Linked DNA regions of Macaca mulatta: region 1 is linked to region 2. Evidence: chromatin contacts called from public Hi-C data. All regions are on one chromosome and are shown on one strand. Each heading gives the region's core, a stretch centred on a gene start, on an enhancer-like site or on the middle of the called end of the contact. The rest is flanking DNA. Distances are from core to core; before and after follow the strand shown.

What was found. A called contact is a pair of places that touch in the nucleus more often than the background predicts.
Region 1: a Hi-C map of fetal cortex germinal zone shows a contact between it and region 2, with 3 times the contacts expected there. The contact joins two enhancer-like sites. A contact is called at or near these places in 2 of 14 Hi-C or Micro-C datasets (fetal cortex germinal zone and fetal cortical plate).

The regions. Positions count from the first base shown.
Region 1 is chr6:133,848,090-133,854,128 of T2T-MMU8v2.0, forward strand. No RefSeq gene overlaps it. Among named protein-coding and RNA genes, the nearest start is that of ZNF608, 170 kb to the left of the region's middle. Within about 2 kb of position 2,817, at least 11 of the 40 cell types and tissues checked have an H3K27ac peak or open chromatin away from gene starts, as enhancers often do. A contact at or near this core is called in fetal cortex germinal zone, where this site is marked.
Region 2 is chr6:133,682,288-133,687,713 of T2T-MMU8v2.0, forward strand. No RefSeq gene overlaps it. Among named protein-coding and RNA genes, the nearest start is that of ZNF608, 6.1 kb to the left of the region's middle. Within about 2 kb of position 3,779, at least 2 of the 40 cell types and tissues checked have an H3K27ac peak or open chromatin away from gene starts, as enhancers often do. A contact at or near this core is called in fetal cortex germinal zone, where this site is marked.

The DNA.
Region 1 (6,039 bases), core at 1,567-4,066, 160 kb after region 2:
GCATAGCCGAGAAGAAGTGACACCAGCTATCATATTCTCATTTTGTCTTATATTCTGAATTCTGTGTCTGCTTAAATATTATTGTCCTGCAGCTTCTTGAGCAACGAACATTTTTCTTGACAAAATCAGCATCTTTGCTCTACTGCACTTCTGGATAGGACTTCAACCATGAAAATCCAAAATATTTCAGTTCTCATGTAAGTTTGGGAACTACTCAATAAACCACAAAACCCAGTTCGAGTCACTTCAGTCCATTTAGCTTGGTTTAAAGCCATTTATTTTCATGGCGTAGAAATAAATGAGCTGCTAGAAAAGAATTTTTAGTCTCCATTTGGCATAGCATCAAACAAACAAAACTAAAACTCTTACCAAAGGCAGGTTCCATTATTCGTGGAGCTTTGCAGTTTGCCCAAGTGGTTTCTGTAAACACAACTTTTCAGGGCTTGTCACTAAACAAATGACAGAATATGACTGTGTCTGGTGAATTTTCTCCTTTGCCTAACACAGATCTTCTAAGTAGAAAGTGCATCTAGCTCACGGTCTTTGCTCCAGTGTTAATCAATGGTTTTTGCTCTGAACACATTAATAACATGCTTAGATAATTGATTCCCCTTAATCTGGACGATCTACTTTGCTATTACCTGTGACCATGAAAGTTAAAAGAAAAGTGCACATAAGCTGTTCTGCAGCAATTTATTTATACTGTGACAAGAGAGTTCCTCTTTCAGCTTTGTCACATCAGACAGAAAATAAGAATCTGGGGGAGGTCTGAGCTCACCACTTCTTGGTAGCAATTGAATCACTTTTTTCTATAAATCAAAACTCAAATCAAAAGTCATGTTAAAAGCTCTGTGAAGTAAACAATGATGTATATGAATGAGCAGCACAACCATAGTCAATACAAATCAAAGTGGCTTTATGAAGGTATTGATGTTTTCAGCTCTTCCTAAGGTTGAATACATTTAAGCATTTATTCCCCAGGGCATTGTTGATCCAAATGAATGTATTCACTTTGAAACCAGACCATAGTTGCAGCTAGAGACAAAACTACATACACTGACCCAGATAACAGTTCTTCCCCAGACTGAGTGACCCCAGCTGCGGCCGGAGTGCTCACAGTAAACTGAAATTACATGAATGACACCCAGGGAAAGACACTTGTATTATAAAGAGGCTATATTTCTATTTGGTTTTCTGATGTATTAATTTTTCAAAGTTTGGAATCTCTTCAAATACAATGTAAATTCATTTTCTAAGAATTTGGCCCAGTGGCACTCGTCTGGATGTGATAACCTGTTTTTTCTGTATCAGGATTTAACTTCAACTACTCTTGTAGGTGACTGATTCTGTATCTTCAAGTTGTATTCATACATCCTGTGACTGGATATTGATGAATTCAGTAGGTGCCACAGGCATATCTTGCTTGTCTGAAAGGAAAGTTAATGTTATACTAAGATGCCACCATTAAAAAAGATAATGAAAGCATTCTGTTAGGATTTACTAGATTAGCTAAAGCAAGCAAAACATCAGATTGTAACTAGATGACTACAGGGAAAAACATAGGATGTGTATTTCCATAAAATATCCCGTATCATTTGACATATTCAAAGTAAAGATAAGCCATGTATTTTGGCCTTTATGTCGTTCACAGAAGAGTTCTTTGCATACTGGATATACGTTGGAATTCATCTTCCTTTTCTTCTTAGTATGTTAGAATATCTGTGTCTTCAAAAGGGTCAGCCTCAAATGAGTCAGCCAAAAGCGCTTACATGCAGACCAGTACTTATTAGAAAGAACTGAGAAATGAAACATAAACTGATAAGTGGGTGCAAGTCATTCATCTTTTTAAAGGCCATAAAAAGAGAATTGTAAATTAAAATGTCTACAATAGGTTCAACACCTCTCTCTCAGCCCCTCCCTTCCCTTTGTCATGCTACAGCATTCGAGTGTGGGAATGTTTCTCTGAAACGTGTAAATCACACATTTAGTTATGCCGTACCCAGGAGCACCATACCGGGAGGAACAGGGGGAGGAAGGCCAAGGAAATTAAATACGAGTCCAGCAGTTTGTTAATGAAACATTTACACAAGCAGTTTATATGGTTGTAATAAAAAAGGGGGGCCTCTTTCATCGCACCCTTTCATTACTTAGCACAGTCTTTAAGAGGATTAATGTGGAAGGGGGAAAAGAATGTGCTTATCAGTTGAGTCTCAGGATTGGTAATGCTGAGTTCTTAATAGATTGCCTCTGGATTTAGGATTACTGTGGTGCAAATTCTTCCAGGCTTTCAATAGAATAGAAAGCAGTTTGTTTTCCCCCCTTCAACGAGAAGGGCTATTGACTTGGTGATGAAATGACCTAGGACTCAGAGTTTATTCAAACCACTGCCTCCTGTTTCTGTCACTTCAGGGAGATTTATTTATTTGTTTGGGCTACTGGTAGCCAATGCATCAAAATATGCACTAATTCCACCACTAGTGTGATTAAGAAGCAGCTAACAATGCAAGTTTAACAGCAACCAACTGACTTTTATGATGCTCCTATTAAGGATCTAGTTTTCAAAAGGAAATAGCAGAGAAGACAGATCTATTTTTTGGATGCAGTGAATTCCCTGCACCTCATTTTCTGACAGGTTTCCTAACAGCTCAGATAAACTGCATATTTTGGAGGACACTGAAGTGAATAAGTGGCCCTTTTATTTTTCTGGGGAGTTAGAGGCAGCTTTTGTTGGCAATCTTGTGAAAGAGTACAGTACTGATGGATCATGCTGCTTGAGGTCCTGTGACTTCACACTATTTTTAGCACAAGGAAGATGTTAGTTGTAACAGTGTACAATGGGCTAATCAGCCATAATAGAACTCACACTGTTTTTCACTTCACATTGCACTTATTATGTGCCTTGAATGTAAACAGCTCTTTGCTTCTGACAAAGATGGCAGTTTGCCATGGTGGGATTCAGCCTTCTCTAAAGCTCAGCAAACATTGAATAGAGCAAGCCAGAAGACTGAAAAAGCAATTGTTTGAATTTATGTCACTTGCAGCCTTAGACAAAATTATTTTTGTTACTTCCATCCTTTCCTTCCTACCTCCCTCAAATTAGCAAGCATTCACATATGTCAGTTATCAGCATATGAAAAATTATTTCCATTGTTTCTCCACCCACATTTAGAGAATCAATAAATCACATTTTGTATAAAGTCTTGAAAAATGACATCCCTGTACATTTTATACCCATTGTGAAATATTTGGAACTTAATGTAATAATATAAAGCTTGATCATATAAATAGATTGAAGTTGCTTTAAAACATGATAAAAGATACTCTTTAAAATGACACCCAACACCCAAAAGAAGTTTATTGTTTTGTACCATCTGTATGTACCACTAGCAGATTCAATAGTTTGCTCTCAAAACAGATTTAAAGCAATTTACTATAAAGCAAATTGTTGTTGGCTAGGCTTCCTGCATTGTTATCCTATGATTTTTCCAGGCACAGGGGCTCATTTAAAAGTTTTTTGAAATTTTATCACAGTAATACATGCGCATGATAAAAACAACCAAATAGTATAAGAAAGTACTTTATAAAGAAATATACCTCCCTCCACACTCAGGCCTATTACTAGCAGCAAAGACCTTTTTTATTTTTTAGTTTTTCTTCTGGATATTATATCCTAACCCTAAATAATAGGCTTATAATAGTATTTCTTAAACATTTATAAAAACGATTATTATTTATTTTTCTTTTAGAGATGGGGTCTTGCTCTGTTGCCCAGGCTGGAGTACAGTGGCGGGATCATAGCTCACTGCAGACTCGAATTCCAGGGCTCAAGTGATTCTCCTGTCTCAGCTTCCCAGCCTCCTGAGTAGCTATGACTATAGGCATGTGCCACTGTGCCTAGCTAATTTTTATTGTTATTTTTGTAGAGTCAAGGTCTTGTTTTGTTGCCCAGGGTGGCTTTAAACCCCTAGCTTCAAACAATACTCTCACCTTGACCTTGCAAAGTGCTGAGATTACAAGTGTGAGCCACTGCACCTGGTCTTACAATAGTATCTCTTGATTGATTCATTCATTGATTCAACAGATATTCACTGAGTGACTACTATTTGCCACATACTGTTCTAAAACTGAGATACAGCAGTAAAGGAAACAGACAAAATCCCTGCCCTCTGAAGCTTAACATTCCACTGGAATGGAAATGAGGAGAGGCAGATAATAAAAATTAATGAATAATTTATATCGCATATCAAAAAGTGAAAAGTGGTATAGAATAAAAGAAATGAGAAAGGTGGGCAAAGAGAGTACTGAAGATAGGGAGGTGGTTTGAAGTTTGAAATACAGAGGTTAGGGATGGCCTAACTAAGAGTGTGATATTTCAGCAAAGACACAAAGAAGTAATAGAGTAACCCATGAGAACATCTCAAAAGAGAGAGGCCAGGGTGAAGTGCAAAGGCCCTGAGGCAGGAGCATGGCTGGTTGCCTTAAGGAAGAGTGAGGAGATCAACTTGGCTGATGTGGAATGAGCAAAGGATAGTGCAGTAGGAGATGGGACTTGTGAAGTGATGGGAGGAGGAGGTCCATGGGAATGTAGGAAGGATTTGAACAGAAAATTAATTCAATCCTATTTAAGTTTTTACTTTCTTGAGGAAAGGATGTGTGAGTGGAAGAAGGAAATTATTTTGGAGTCTCTGTGGTGATCCAAGTGAGATGAGGAAACTCCCAACAGGCTGATGCCTCGGAGGAGGTTGGAAGTAGTCAGATTCTGGGTACACAGTGAGGCTTACTTGATTTTCTGATAGATTGCATTTATAGAATATGAGAGAAACAAGATTTAGCTTTAGCTGCTGTAAGAATGGAGTGGCCCTTAACGGAGATAAGATAGACTGCCAGTTGAATGGGATTTGGAAGGAAGATTTAGTTATGGATATGTTGAGTTTGAGATGCCTTTAGACATCAAAGTGGTGATAACAAATAGATAAGTGGATATGAGGGACTGGAGTTCTGGGAAGAGATACAGACCTTGTATTTATATTTTTGGTCATTAGCATATACATGGTATTTAAGGTCACATGCTTAGGTAAGCTCACTAGGGAATGAAGCTAAAAGAAGTCCAAGGACTTATCCTTGGGACACTCTCACTTTAGAAGATTGGATAGGAAACTTGCAAAAGGAACTGAAAAGAAGTGAGGTCAGAGGCTACTGGAAGAAAGAGTTACAAAAGTAGGATAATAAATGCATATCAATTTTACATGACCCATGGTGATATTCTCATGTTAGAGAAAGAGTTATGAAGACAATGGTGATCCTGCAGCAAAGTAGAAGAGAGCACTTGAATTATAGAATAATGAAACATTAGAAGCATTTCCTTTAGAATTTAGAGTTGGTATGTTAGAAGTGTCTGGAATAAAGGAAAATATGTATTAAATAGCAGTGCTATATACTAGTAATAATCACTTTTTTTTTTTGACACCGAGTTTTTATGAAACTCGGTGTCAACAGAAACTTTATATACCAATGAATAGCTCTAACGAAAAACATGATGCATGTGTATGAATACTTACAATAGTATTCTGAGAGGTGTAAAAATGTAAAAGATTTCATGCAGATACATAGTTGTTCATGGACAGTTGGACTGGGTATTGCAAACATGTTTATTTTTTTCTTGAATATATGAGTTTATCATAGTTCAGAACAGAATTCTGATGGGCAAATTTTTGGTACATTAATGATCATAGCAGCACTATTTTTAACAGTCAACAATTAGAAACAATCAAATGTCCATAAATGAGTAAATAAATTGTATATTCATTCAATGAAATAATATACAGCAATGAGGATGATCGAACTACAACCACAGCATCAACATAGGTGTATCTCACAAACATAATAATGAACAAAGAAGGCAGACACTAAAGAGTATATATACTTTGTGATTCCACTCATATAAAGTTCCAAAACAGATACAAATGATCTATGATGCCTGGAAGGGGTGCAAGGGAGTCTTTTGTTCTGGTAATGCTTCTTTTCTTTTCTTTTTTCTTT
Region 2 (5,426 bases), core at 2,529-5,028:
GCATAGTGAAACCCTGTCTCTAGAAAATTCTTTTTTTTTTTTTTCCTTTTGAGCTGGAGTCTCGCTCTGTCGCCCAGGCTGGAGTGCTGTGGCATGATCTCAGCTCACTGCAACCTCCACCTCCCGGGTTCAAGCGATTCTTCTGCCTCCGCCTCCTGAGTAGCTGAAATTACAGGCGTGTGCCACCACGCTTGGCTAATTTTTGTATTTTAGTAGAGACGGGGTTTCACCATGTTGATAAGGCTGATCTCGAATTCCTGACCTCATGATCCTCCCGCCTCAGCCTCCCAATGGGCTGGGATTACAGGTGTGAGCTACTGTGCCCAGCTGCAGAAAATTTTTAAAAACCTAGCCAGGTGTGGTAGTACATGCCTATAGTCCTAGCTACTCTGGAGGTTGAGGTGGGAGGATCATTAACGGCCAGGAGTTGGAGGCTGCATCGTAACACTGTATTCCAGCCTGGGCAACAGAATGAGAACATGTCTAAATATATATCTATTTCTCCAGTTTTTGTGTATTTGTAAGGGAGTCTATTCCTAAGCCTACCTTTTCTATATTTATGCCAACATTGACACTTGAGATCTACTTAGGATCAAGGGAAAAAGTGGAAAACAAAGTTATAAAAAATAAAACCTACATGGAAAAGGGGTTAATTTATAGGAAAAGGAACTTAATTTAGACATAATGAGAAACTTACTGGCTATCCCAGAGGATTATGGAGAAAGATTCTTATCTCTCTGGGTTTGCTCATGAACAGGATGGCCTCAAGGCAGCGGGCAGGTGTCCTGCCCTGGTTTCTAGGCAATATAGTTGATGACTTATGAAACACCTACACAAACACTAGAAGGTCTTTGCTTTTTTCCCCTACGGGTAACATCCTGACTTGCTAAAGGTCCTCTAGAAAAAACACTGTCTCTACTTTTTCACACCTGCATGCTAAATCCAATTCAAGTTTCTAGGTAGTACTTTTAACAATATCCATTTCCCAGGCTGGATGTGGTGACTCATGCATGTAATCTCAACAGTTTTAGAGGCTGGGGTGAGAAGATGGCTTGAGCCCAGAAGTTCAAGACCAGCCTGGGCAACATAGGGTAACCTCACCTCTACATAAAATTAAAAAACTAGGCCGAGCGCGGTGGCTCATGCTTGTAATCCCAGGACTTTGGGAGGCTGAGGCAGGAGGATCACGATGTCAGGAGATCGAGACCATCCTGGCTAACACGGTGAAACGCCGTCTCTACTAAAAATACAAAAAATTAGCCGGGTGTGGTGGCAGATGCCTGTAGACCCAGCTACTTGGGAGGCTGAGGCAGGAGAATGGCGTGAATCCGGGAGGCAGAGGTTGCAGTGAGCTGAGATCAGGCCACCGTACTCCCGCCGGGTGACAGAGCGAGACTCCATCTCAAAAAAAACAACAACAAAAAAAACGAGTCAGGTAAGATAGTCTATAATGCCAGCTACTCAGGAGGCTGAGGCGAAAGGATCACCTGAGCCCAGGAGGTCGAGGCTGCAGTGAGCCATAATCACACCACTGCACTCCAGCCTGGGCAACAGAGCCGGATCCTGCCTTTTAAAAAAAATCAAAAAATATCCATTTCTAGATAACTGTCGCCAAAAAGAGAAGAGCAGTGTTGTTCTTGGTCAAACATTTGACGTTTTCCATTATCCTGAAATATCACTGGAACAAGACAAAGCACCAAGAGCCTTGTCTACCATGGAAAGAGGGGCCCCTGCAAACCATAACACTTTAGGTCCTTTTGGGGAGCAAGGTTCTCAGAGAAGAAAAACATCAACAGTCTTCTCCCTGCCGTGAAAGACTGTGGGACATTTCCAATATCCATTTTGTAAATATGGCTACTTACACACATCGTATAACTCTGCTATGTTAACTTTTCAAGATACTCCTATGCCCTATTAATTCACCTTCTGTTTAAATTCCTTGGAGTATAACAAAAGATCCTCCATCCAAAGGAGGGAAAATAATGACTGTCTTGACATGTCTTTACAATACAGGTTACCTTAAACAAGTTGCGACGATATAAAGCAAATATTACATGAATTTATTTACGACTACAATGCATTTAATAAGGTGAACAACTTTATATACTTATAAACCCTCTATGTTTATGTAATTCCTCATACAGTCTCCAATCCTCCATCTTAAAATAATCAAAAAGAAAAAGCAACAAATTGGATCTTTTTTATGCCTTGCAGCTATGGAGAACCTAGCAAAATATTGCAAAACAACGTGGTCTTTAAAGGAAAACATTTGTATACTGCTCGCATTAAGAGAACTGCAATGTAGGTCAGTGTTAAGTGTCTGAAATTGTACCTCCGCTTGGCTCAGGCTCTTGTGGTGTGGTGTGTGCAGCTATATCTGAGTGGGTGCCCAAGCAAGGTCTGAGGATCAGTTAGCAAAGTAAGGCAATTTACATCTCATGTAATGAAACCATTTCTGGAAAAGGATTTTTCTTTTATGCCAGTGGAGACTGACTGCATAAAGAAGATCAAAACACAAGCTACATTAAAAAAAAAAAAAAAAGAACTACTTATTGGAGATTTCTGTTGCTGGTTTTATTACAATATGTATTTTACAGATTTAGGTAATAGCCCTGATTTTTCAAATCGACCTCTGTTTAGACACGTTTCACTTTGGGCTGTTTCTTGTCTGTAAAATTACAGTCATTTGCACGTTATTACAGTGAGTAGGAGACAGATTGTATTTAGCACTGGGTGGGGGAAGGGTTATTATGGGAAGTGATCTGCTAAGGTCAGCACATAATTTCAGCCTGAAGAAAATTGCTTCTGAATGGCTGGTCTGTTAGCTAGCCAAAGAATAGTCACTGGGAGAGACTGCAAAATACTTCTGCTTAATCTGCATTATAGAGTTATTCTCATTTCCAGATAGATGGCCTGTAGATACAATGTCTGTAAAACTAAATTTAAAAACTTGTAGAAGAAATGTTGTCACTGCTCTATTTGAATTCAAAACAATTATAACAAATGCAATACGACCAAGCACAGGAAGATCAAGAGGCAGCAGGATCCAGCCATTACGTTCCACTCCATCTTTCTCCTTTGCCTCCATTTCTCTGCTTCCTCGTTTGTCATTTTAAAAATCCCTGTGACTTAATGACAGTAGATTTTTACATATGTGTAAAAATTGAGAGCAATACCAAACACATTGATAAATGTATCTCCAACTTTCACACATATATGACTGCAGGAAAAAAAAAGAATGCCTACATTAGCTTCTTTTTGGAGAGTGGCAGAATTCCCTCAAGTGTGAAAGCATTACATACACTTTTGATGCTAGAATTTAAGGATTTTTTTCACATTTTATAAAAATACATTCTATTTGTGCACATTTTCTAAAGCTGACAGACTAAAGCAGTGATACTTATCAGAAACAGTAACCCCTGCCTAATTTTATGATTTAAATCCAACCCTCATGCATCACCTAGGAAGTCTTCACATACTTGCTTAGATGAAATCAGGAGACTAAAGTTTATTTTAAAGAAGAATAAAAGAGTTCCATTATACTCGGCTCCTTTGGCTGTTGAATATCACTTTCGTTGTGAACAACTGTGCCTCTTTTGTTTTCAAAACAAGCTTTCCTAAAGAATGAATCACTACAATCATTTGGAGACTATGCGATAAACAACAGAAAGCCAGAAAGTTGTTTTGCTATTTTCTCAGCAGAGCTTTTCCTCCCCTTCCTCACAGCTCAGCGGAGCCTCCAGTCCACCAGCCAATCATCATTATGGAAATGTGGTTCTCAGCCCCCTGATTGGCTGACTTCTGGTCCAGGATGTTTAAGGTTTCTACAGCTCAACACATGCATTGCATGCCAGACTGCTCTGTGGACCTTTTCTTACTATGAATATTTTAATTACCTTTTATTTTCCTTTCTTTTCTTTTCTGTCATTCTGTCTTTTTTTAGAGATTTTTAAAATCATTTAAGGAAGCACCTTGTATTTTCTTGTAAATACCTTTAAAATGTAATGATCTGTTAAGAACAGAGTCGAATATACGAGAACATGTTTTCTAACCATATTTTAATGTTTTCTGTTTATTTGGGTTCTAATGGTGTCTCTTTGGATTTTAGAGGAGTCCCATGAAAGTTAAATGAACAAACATATGCTTTAATTTTTATAATTCTAAACATAATGTCTCCGAAAAAAGAATTTTCTTGAGATTTTTACAATTCAAAACATTACATTAAAAAACCTTTAATACTGAAAAGTAATCTTTCAGGCAAAGGAGACAATGTATTTTTTCATAATTAAAACAATGCCTTTTGTTTATAATTTTAAAAGATGTTTTAAACGTCAACACTCTTGGCCAGGTGCCGTGTCTTACGCCTGTAATCCTAGCAGTTTGGGAGGCCAAGGCAGGTGGATCACTTGGGGTTACGAGTTTGAGACCAGCCTGGCCAACATGATGAAACCCCATCTCTACTAAAAATACAAAAATTAGCCTGGCATCGTGGGGCGCCCATAATCCCAGCTACTCAGGAAGCTGAGGCAGGAGAATCGCTTGAACCTGGGAGGCAGAGGTTGCAGTGAGCCGAGATCACGCCACTGCACTCCAGCACTGCCGTCTGGACAACAAAGAGACTCTGTCTCAAAAAATAAAAAATAAAAAAGAAGTTAACGCTCCTATAGTGTCTTAAGGATGCACAACTCTTTCAAGTTTGCTGTTGTTGTTATTGTTGGGTTTTGTTTTGTTTTGCTTTGCTTTTTTTGTATTTTTGGAGACAGGGTCTCACTCTGTCACCCAAGCTGGATTGCAGTGGCATGATCAAAGCTGACTGCAGCCTCAGCCTCCTGTCAAGCAATCCTCCTACCTCAGCCCCCTGAGTAGCTGGGACCACAGGCATGCACCACCACACCCAGCTAATTTCTTTATATTTGTAAAGAAGGGTGTCTCCCTATGTTGCCCAGGAGGTCTCAAACTGCTGGGCTCAAGGGATCCTCTTGCCTCGGCCTCTCAAAATGCTGGGATTATAAGCATGAGCCACCTCACTTGGCCTGAAATAGCTTTGTAATTCAAATGAGTAATAGTAGGAAATATATGTGTGATTTACCATGTTCCAAAAACTCTTCTTAATTCTTTATGTGTATTAATTTATTTAATCTTCATAGCAGGCAAGTGAGATAAGTAGTATTAGCATCAGAATAAGGAAACTGAGACACAGAAATGATGTAATTTGTGTAAATTTTCCAGTCAAATCTTGGTCCAGCCAAGATTTAATATAGGAAGCCTGTATGCTTAACTACTGCACCAGAACTATCAGAAAAAAATAAAACTCCAGACAACATTCATTGCTATATTGCCATTCTTTTTGTTGAGCACAGAAATTTTTTTTTTTTTTTTTTTTTTTTTTTTGAGATGGAGTTTCATTCTTTTTTTCTTGTTGCCCA